Regions from separate parts of the Mus musculus genome. Here region 1 is linked to region 2. The links are chromatin contacts, called in public Micro-C maps. All regions are on one chromosome and are shown on one strand. Each heading gives the region's core, a stretch centred on a gene start, on an enhancer-like site or on the middle of the called end of the contact. The rest is flanking DNA. Distances are from core to core; before and after follow the strand shown.

Evidence for each region. Hi-C and Micro-C count contacts between places; a contact is called where the count stands out from the background.
Region 1: a contact with region 2 is called in a Micro-C map of embryonic stem cells, with 6 times the contacts expected there. The contact joins the promoter of Cbx7 here to the promoter of Tmem184b in region 2. A contact is called at or near these places in 1 of 484 Hi-C or Micro-C datasets (embryonic stem cells), 1 of 115 datasets of contacts at active chromatin or transcription factors (pancreatic cancer cells) and 1 of 9 other capture datasets (adipose tissue).

Annotation. Positions count from the first base shown.
Region 1 is chr15:79,930,392-79,935,588 of GRCm38.p6, forward strand. Cbx7 (chromobox 7) reads right to left here and starts at 2,255. Exons shown (of 7, transcript NM_144811.3): 1 at 2,057-2,255; 2 at 195-238. The coding sequence starts at 2,125.
Region 2 is chr15:79,400,325-79,405,033 of GRCm38.p6, forward strand. Tmem184b (transmembrane protein 184b) reads right to left here and starts at 2,979. Exons shown (of 9, transcript NM_172608.1): 1 at 2,861-2,979.

The DNA.
Region 1 (5,197 bases), core at 1,005-3,504, 530 kb after region 2:
AGCCAAGATGCTAGGGCCTTTGCTTCATGGCCAGCAAGGGAGCAGGATGAGGGGATAAGGAGGCCACCCCTTACCAGGGGGGAATTAAGGCCTAGAAAAGCTGGTGATTGAGGAATGCTTGCTAAAAAAGCAACAGGAGCTAGGGCCAGCCTGGTGAGAGGATGACAGACAGGGGACACACAAAGGACTCTTACTTGGGGGGCCATCCTTTCCACTTCACCAGATATTCAACTTTGCCCTGTGAAAAAAAGAAAGGAGATAGGGTGAGACATACATACTCTACCACCACCTGCGGGACAATAGGACCCTCTGCCACAACACAGTATCACCAACCTGTGAACCTCAAGATTGTCAACCTGGAGTCAATACCCCCCAAAACTCTGGCTACCATGCGACATCCCTACAGGCCTCCTTGCTGCCCCACGGGAGTATTATCTGGTCCCAGACATCCCTGGAATCCTAGAGAAACTGAGACCACATGGGACTGTGCATGTAGAGCCTTGTGCGGTGGCTGAAGGACCACCATGCCAGGACCATGATTCCTCACTTTCAAAAAAAAAAAAAAAAAGCCTCAGGTAGAGGCAGCCCAGCAGGCCCTCCACTTGTTAGAAATTGGAGCCTCAAGGGAAAGGGGTCTCTAAGTGTCTCATCCAGCACCATGCACTGGATGAAATATCAACATGGGAGAGCTTTGAGTTCCTCTTCTCTGATCCACCTTGCCAAAGAGTCCCCCCCAGCACCACGCAGTGGACAGCTCTTTATGAAAAGCCTTTGTCCACCAAAGGCATCCACCTTTCCTTTCTCCTGCATCCTTCGTTCATCCTGCATCCTTGTCCTCTGCCAGAAAGCCAGTTCTGAGAGAGAAAAGGGAGCCTTGAGCTCTAGAGTACACTGCCGCCTCGGTAGAGATTTGGGAGTGCTGAGTTGAGCGAATGAGTCCCCTGTCTGACCCACCTCTCTGTTCCTTGTTAGAGGAGATGATGTCTATACCCGCTTCAGTCTAGTACCGAGAAACAGCAAGGAAAGAAAGCAGCCCTAATCAATAGATCGCCAAGCTCCAAGCCACCTACCTTGGGCCCACCGGAACCCGTGCTGAGGATGCTACAGCAGACACTCTCATGCCTGCACTTAAGCCAAATGGAAAAAAGGTGGCTTCAGGAGCCTCCGAAACAGATGGCAAGGAGAAAAGGAGAGGGGACCCTCCCTTAGATCCAGGACAGGAACTCTTTTCATTGCATATGGCCAGCTCCAAGTTCACTCTGGGAAGAGCCCATCAGCAAGCACGTGCACAAAGATCGCAGACTTGAGGTCTGGACAGGAAACTGCAGGTTGAGGTGTGCGGCCCTAAGCGCGGCAAAACCACCTCCTTAAATCTCAGGGTGTGTGTGTGTGTGTGTGTGTGTGTGTGTGTGTGTGTGTGTGTGTGTGTGTGTGTGTGTAAGTGTAAGGCCTTGGCAGAGGTGGGAGGAGCTTTGAGGATGTCCCAACAACAGTGGCCCAGGCTTCAGGGCAGCAGCACCCGGCTGGAAGGTTGGGGGAGGGGAGGAATGGGAGCGGAGAAGAAAGGTGTGCCCTGGGGGGTTGGGATCGGGAAGGTCAAAGTCCAATAAGAAAACTTCAGAGGCCACAGGAGACTTTCCTAAAGCTCTGCGGCCAACTTCAAAGGACTTGGTACTAAATATCCAGAGAGCCGAGTTCGAGACTCACTTTGACTCTAACGCACTGGCAAGTTGCTTCATCAACTTGAGCTTTAGTCTCCTCGAAAGTGAGCGTAAAGGGAACGAGACGGAATAGAACTCAGGATCTCTAGTCCTATCTTCATCTCCATCCCAGGTGGCCTCGGATGCACCAACATCCGAGGGCAACAACTTTAACTCTACTGGCCCTACATAGTGGTGGGGAAAGTGAGGAACAGGATGTGGAGACCCGCCAGGCAGCCCAGGGTCCCCAGGTCACCCCTGCACCACTTTCTGCTCTGCCCAACCTGGAGTGGGCGGTGCTGAGGAGCGGGAGGCAACCTCGCCCTGTCCCGGGAGCCGCCCCCGAGCAGCCTCACCTTCCGCACGCGCTTCTTCCGGATGCTCTCCACCGCAAACACCTGCTCGCCTATGGCTGACAGCTCCATGCGGGGCGGCGGGCGAGTGGGCCCAGGACCGGACCGGGCTGGGCCGGGGGTGGAGCTGCGGGGCCGCGGCGGCTGCGCGCGATGCTCGGGACGGCGGGGACCCCGTCAGGCTCGTCCGGGCGCGCACGCGCACGCGCGCACACCCCCTAGTGTTCCCTCACGCCGCCGACGTTCCATTTTTGAACCTGCGCAACGTTTTCCCCAGCGCCAGAGAGCGGGTGCGCGCGCGCGTGCCTCTGAAAGCGCCCAGAGGGTCAGCTCCGCCCCCTCGCTGCCGGAGCCACGCCCTACTCCTTAACCCCGCCTGCTGACCAAATTGGGCAGCTGGCAGCAGGTCTGATGCTCCTGGCAGTCTAAGGTCCATCCCATCTCTCAGTTCGGCTTCTGGGCTGGACGTGATCAGTCTTCCCAAGTCCCCCTAAAGACTGAGAAGGTCCGAAATGAAGTGGCCTTAAAGCCGAGATTAGCAAGCAAGTAATCTCAGTATTTAGACAGCTGAGGCAGGAAGATCAGGAGTTCAAGGCCAACCTTAGCTATGTAAGACCCTGTCACAAATAAATACATTGAAACAAGGATTGGAGAGATAGCACTTCTGCTCTTTCAGAGGACCTGGGTTGGTTCCCACCTCCAACATTATGGTTCACAACTGTGGCTCCATGGAATTCCATACTATCCTCTGATGTACTCATACACAGTGTGCACATACGTACACGCAGGCTAACAACCACTCATACACATAAGTATTTATTCAGAAATAAGACAAAACCTTTAAAGTTGGAGGTAGTACTTTATGCCTTTAATCCCAGCACTCGGGAGGTAGAGCCAGGCATATCATTATGAGTTCGAGGCCACTTTGTTCAAAACAGTGAATTTTAGGACAGCCAGTTTCCTTTCCTACAAAGGAGACAAGGTCCGGCCGGGTCCGCGCGGCAGGAGGGACAGACAGCAAAGCTTTCCACCCGGAGTACGTAGTCTAAGCAGGCCTGAACAGGTGCCTCTGAGTCCCCCGCTCCAAGCACGCTTCCACCCATCAACCCAAACCAGTCTTAGTAGGTGATGCGAAAACGCACCGCGAGCGCCCTTCCCTGAGGGACCAGGCTAGGCGCTGCTAACACCTCGTCGCAGGTGGAGACCCACTTTTGCCGTCTGCAGATCCCACAACAGCCTGGACTCCAGTGGTTTTTCCACCTCGCCCTTGGTTTGCTGACCGTTTGCCTCAACTAAATGTGGAAGGAAAAAAGTCCTCACCCCGGAGCCAGCACCAAGCCTTTTCAGTTTTCGGCATTGTTGAGGACAGGTCCGAGTCGTCCCCAACTCCTCCCATTTCCTCCTAATTCCTGCTGTTCTGACCTTCTGGAGGAGACTCAGGGCTTCCCCCTCAACATCACCACCCCCCACAGCCTGGATTCTTAGCAACAATCCCCTCCCCCACGGGGCCCAGTGATCGCAGTGCGCTTTCTACCACCAGACCCGACCGAGTCACTCAGTGCTTAGAAGCATTCTGGGGTTCCCTATTCTTAGAATAAACTCTAAGCACCTATGTCTGGCGAAGAAAAAAAAGAGAAAAAGAATGTTACATTGGCACCTGAGCTTTTTTTTTTTTTTTTTCAAATCAAGTGCAAAGGAAGCCAGAAGGCAGGGGATGACATGTCCCTGTCCCCAGAGAAAATTACCACCATCCGAGAACTATAATATTCCATGGAAACATCTACTAAGAACAAATGTACAATGAAGATATTTACGAATACAGACCCTAGAAATTCCCCTATCCCTAAGGGGAATTCCAACCCAAGAACAAGACAAGCAGGGCTCAGGGAAGTCTGGGGGTGGGGCGGAGGACAGAGGGGTCTGAGGTCTGATGCAATGAGGAAGAGACGATGAAAACGCTGGTGGCAAAAAAAAAAAAAAAGGCAGAAACCGCGTCCCCCCCCCCGACCCCCACCACAAAAAAAGATGGGAAATTAACAAGAGGCAGAGTAACCCCAGCGAGCGGAGTTCAAGTATTCTAATATCCTTACACACACCCCGGAGCAAAATAAAAAAATCCGTTAAGAATACAAGTTGCCAAGGTTAGAAACACCAAGAAAAGCAACCAAGCAAGAAGAGAGAAAAATAAACACATGATTTAAGTTCAAATGTTCTGTGATTCAGTAAACGTAGGGAACTAATACTGGGGCCAATTAAAAAAAAAAATGAAGCTGCATGAAATTGCCCAGCTGATGCAGTTTGCACAAAGTAAATACGAAAGGGGTGTTTGTAAAGGAGGGATAGTAACCGGATGGAGACTGGCGCTGGCGGGGCCATTTAAATATGAGGGAAAAAACGCATCACAAACACAAAGGAAGCCCCTTCTAAATAAAGGGACCGCTTTACCAGGAGAAAGGCTTCGAATTGGCATGCAAAACACCACAGCTGAAGGGGTGGGGGAAGAACACACACACACACACACACACACACACACACACACACACACACACACACACAAAACCACAGGAATCCACAAATTAGAGTCAGAGGTTTACTCCCCGCCCTCAACAGACCAGCAGAAAAATAGTAAGAGACCGTAAGAGACCGGAAATTTTAACGAGATTTGTAACCTTGACTAATGGACTTTTCTACAGCTTCTACAGTTTTCCTTCTTTTCTTCTTTTGGTTTTTAGTGACAAGGTTTCTGTGTAGCCCTGGCTGTACTGGAACTCACTCTGTGGACCAGGCTGGCCTGGAACTCACAGAGTCTGCCGGCCTCTGCCTCCAGAGTGCTGGGATTTTTATTTTATTTCTTTAGAAAGGATTTAACAGTGTTGACAATCCTCTGGGAAAAATAACCAAGAAGAGAGAGAGAGAGAGAGAGAGAGAGAGAGAGAGAGAGAATACAACTAGCTAACACCAAGGATAAAAAAGTGAAGAATCTACAGAGTATTGGAAATCTTGATTATATGAGGAAGCCATTTACAAAAAAAAAAAAAATCATTCCAATGAGGAATAAAGATTAATGGGCCCCCTCCCTGGTGAGCTAAGTGTGGAATGTGACGGTCACTGGCCTCCAGCCTCTGGATTACAGGATTGCCACCA
Region 2 (4,709 bases), core at 1,729-4,228:
GAAGGAAGCAAGATGCAGGGTGATGATACAGCCTCACAACACAGGGTGTGTGTGTCACTTCCTCTCAAACATTCAAAGGCTTTCTGTTGACCACACCGGGATCACACCAAAACCCTCCGAGAGGGAGACATGACAGGCCTCCACATCTGCTTGGGGCCCCTGCTACCCTCCTCTCCTCCTCCATGCTCCATCTCTAACTCCAGGACCAGGAAGGCACTGAGCATACCGAAGGTCAGAGTGGAAAAGCCTGGAGATTGAACCAACTGACCTGTGATGGGGAAGGTGGCAGCCCCACCTCACCGGATAGTGGAGGATAGGATGGGAACTCATGAAAGCACTTTGAACTGTGCCTGACACATGGTAAGTGCTCAAGAAACTTACCAGGGGAGCTGTTTTTCCTACTGTCCTCTGGGCCCCTTCAGAGCCCTCTCTCCCTACCCCAAGTAGAACACTGTCTCAAATGTATTAGTCACGTGCTGGGCTACCTCAGCCAACCACAGCCTTTCACAGGGGACAACCCAGGTCTCTGGCCTCTCTTCCCTGATGGCCAGCAAATTCATGGCACACAGGAGGTATTCAGCAAGCACCTGCTGCCCCCAAAAAGACCTCAGCCAAGGTCCTGGGGCAGACCCCACATTGAGCTCTGAGGGCCTAGCTCCAGGCTTCCCAACACTCACATCAAATCCCCAGTCTCATTCGCTGCTGCTACTTACTTTCAAAACAAGAAAGGCCTGGGCCCTGCCTTGCCTAGCAGCTTCTACTCCAGGGAGCACATGGAGAGAAATGAGCACAGCGGGACTGGAAATAGCACCGAGCCCCTCTTGGGGAGAGGCCTGGGCAGGCCAGCTGGCAAACAGAAGCAAAGCCTCAAAGGCAGGGAGTCCTGGAGGGCCGAGGACACGGCTCAGCAGCACACTGCCTGCCCAGAGTGCCTGAGGTCCCGATCCAGTGCACAGGACCAAAAGAGGGGAAAAAATGGGAGAGAGCAGCCAGCCGACAGGCCTGGTCCACAGAACTAGGACAAGCTGCCCACTGATCCCCTCCCACCCGGAAGCTCTTCTCTCCTCCCTAGTCCAACCCCACCACCCTGGGAGCAATCTACAAGGCATCCCCCAGGATTACACAAGGACGCCCAGGTCACCTATGGCTCTTAGGGGAGTATTTAGAGCCCCACCACCCACACTGGCCAGTGGGGTCGCTATCTATGTCCACCTCCGCAGCAGACTGGGAGCCTCTAGAAGAAGGTATTAGATCCTGTTCCTCTGTGTTCTACTCCAGGGACATCAGGGAGAGCAGTGAGCCAGCAGGGCCGGGAGACAGCCCTCAGCCGGGCGCATAGTAGATGCTCAGTAAGTTACAAGGCAACTTGGGCAAGACCCAGGGATGAAGGATGCTACCAGAGCCTACTAGTCCCACACTGACAAGGGAGTCACTTAATCCCCATCCCGTCCCACCCCACCCGCCTTGACCTGCTGCCTCAGTTTCCTAACCCACATCTATGCCCGATACATTATTGGCACAGCTGCCCTGAGAACAAACTGGGAAAATACACATGGAAAGCAAGAAGTCTCTGAGGAATGTTAGTCACCCAGCTTTGGCTCGACTGTCCCTTTGTACTGAAGCCTTTTTTTTTCTTTTTCCTTTTTTTTTTTTTTTTTTTTTTTTTTTGCTGGCTTGTCCATCCCCCCCACCCCCCACCCCCCAGCACTGAATCCACCTCCATACTCCTCAGTCTTTTGTCTTCTGTTTCTGGAATCCCTGTGATTCTTTCCAATTCTGATTCTGCCCCAAGCACCTGAGAGCTCTTCGATGCCTCGATCCTCACATCTGTGTGCGGGGTGAGCACCAGTCTAGCTTCTGGGGCTCCCACACCCAAGGGTTCCAACTCCGGCCCTGCACAGAACTCTCAAGATACTCAGATGTGCCGAGCCCAAGGGCCCACCAAACTTGTTGACACGAAGAGGGATGCTGCAAACAGCCTGTCAAAAAAGCCAGACCGTGGAGACCTGCACCTCCCCCTGCTGCTGATGCTGGTGGGGTGTGTGTGTGTGTGTGTGTGTGTGTGTGTGTTGGCTGAGTCTGCAGCACTTGCCTCCAGGGCACAGATTGCTACTTCTCTCCTTACATAAAGCACCTGGCAGCCAGATGAATAATACATAGACCTTCACCTCACACCCAGGTATCAGGCAGGCAGACACCTGCTTTGCCCCACCAAGGCCTCCAAGGAGGGAGGGATGAGATGTCCCGCCTCATACAGTCCTCCAAGAAAGGATACAAACTAAAAATCCGAGCCCGTTCCCCAGACTCCCTAGCTTTGCCACTGCCTGGAGCTCCTTAGCCCCAAGCTAAGCATCCAAGCAAGGTGTCCAAGGGCGTGCCCAGGCAAACAGGCACCACACACCCAAACCAATCTCTAGGGTTCCTTTGAACACCCAGCATCCTGGGAGCCCCAGATCCCTATCCCCCTTCAAATCTACTGACCTGTGTGCAAAGCGCGCGCACACCCCCATTTACGCATGTACCGTCTCAAGGGCCGACCACCGGGCCAGGTCAAAGCCACTGCACTGAGGACCGACGTCTCCCCGCCCCGTTCGGTCGTGCCAGGCTGCAGCACACCCACCGCGGTGCGCACAGTCCCATCGGTAAGAGGCTGGGCCCCGCGCCGCCCACCCCGACTCCCCCACGAGCAGGTCCGGTTACACTCAGGGCCCCGCCACGCTGGCGAAGCGGGCACACCCACGGGCCGCTTGGGGGCCTCCGAGTCCCTGCCTCCCCGCGGGAAGTCCCCAGAGTGGAGTTCTCCCCAAGGTGCAGCCCCCGCCCGGTCCCCGTTCATCCCGTGCATCCGCCGCCCGGGTACCTCAGGAGCCCATGGCGCTGGAGACTGCAGGCGGAGCAGGCGGCGCCGCAGCCCGGTATCTCGGCCGCCGCTGGCGCGTCCCGAGCCCCGCCGGGTACCGCCGCGCCGCGCCTGCGCACTAGGAACGCCGCTGGCGGGGGCGGGGCCGGAGCGCGCCGCTGAGGTCACTCGCCGAGCCTTAAAGGGGCCGCGCGCTGCGAAGCACCACGCGCAATCTCGGGTCAGGAGAATGGTGAGGTCCTCTTGCAACTCGCAAACGCACCGCGAGAGACCCAGGGCCCAGGTTTCCTAGTCCAGTCCCACCCACCACAGTCCTGGGATGCACAGTCTGACCCGCGGGATACAGACTGTCCCGGACACTCGCGAGCTAGCTTGAGTTTCAATTCTCTGAAAGCCTTGTATATGCCAACGCTGAAGGTGAAACGAAATCTAGTTGACGTTTGAGACAGGGAGGGTGAGTGTGAGACTGTGGAACGGACTTCCACGGAACGTTTTGTATAGTTATGCAAAATGAAACTGCTCTAGTGGAGCTGCCCCACCTCATTCCTAGCAGCCTAACGAACCGATTCTAGAGGAGTCATTCCAGCCCCTACCCCACTTTGATTTGTGAGGTCCTCGTCTTACCCAGATGACTGAAATGTGTAATATGCAACCAAGTTTATTTTTATCTCCAGCTCCAAATGTCTACCGACGCCTCTTACTTAGCGGGCTCAGCTGCTTTCCCCTCCACACACATTTCTTCTTCACAGCATTCCCCAATCCCTGCTTCCAGTCTTCAAGCCAGAAAGTCTAGTATTATCCTTGAGTGCTGCCCTCCCTCTCCCCCTCGTCCCATCAGCTTGGGCAAGACATCCTGTATCCCTAGACTCTGACCTCCACACTACTGAACTGCTGTCATGTCCAGGCTCTGCCCAGGTACTGTGAGCATCTACTTAGCCCGATTTTCCAACCTTGTCCTCGGCGGGTCTGTGCCAATGTGAGAATCAGGGATTCCTTTAAAAATCCAAATCGTTGGAGGAATGCTTGCTTACCATTCACCAGACCCTCAATATAATTCTTTGCACCAAAGTAAACAAACAAACGAACCCACCCAAGATGAACTATATGGCACTTTGCTCAAAACCCTTAATTAGTTCCTCATGCCATTCCAAATGAAGCCAACATCTGCAGATCTCTGCACAGCCTTGATCCAGCATCACCCTCCGCAGGCATGCCTGGCCTCATCTCCTTTTCCTGAACACTGACCTCTTGCTTTCCCTACAACCAAGTACAAGCATTCAGCTTCCATGCCTTTGCACCTGCTGTCCCCTCTGCTGGGGCTACAGTTTCCCCAGACATGTCTTCAAAGTCTTGCTTGGCTGGCTTTACTAGGGAAGCTGAAGCAGGATTGTTCTGAGACAAATACCTCCTTCCCAGAGTAAGATTGCTGAGCCCCTCACCTGCAGTCCATAGTCAACATCTCACTGTGCCCTGTTCTCCTAATAAAAGTTCATTTCTAACACGTATCGATTGTTTTCCTATCTTATTATCCATCTTCCTAGTGAACAGACTGTTGCATTAACTTTGGGGAGATACGTGCCCCAAATAGGAAGGCACCCAAACAAACCAAAGATTCTACACATCTCCCTCCATGAACCTGTGAGTTTATTGGTCATACTATGGCAATGTGGGTGAGGGGTGGGGTTACTGGCATCTGTAATATGTAATTCCCCTCCCCTCACCCCTGTCCCCAAATGACCTTTGGGAGTTAAGAATTCTTGGGAGGTAGAAAATTCTAGAAGCAAGCCACTCCCATAAAGCTGGGGGGGGGGGGGGCTCATTACCCATGCTGGACTGGGACTTATTTCTT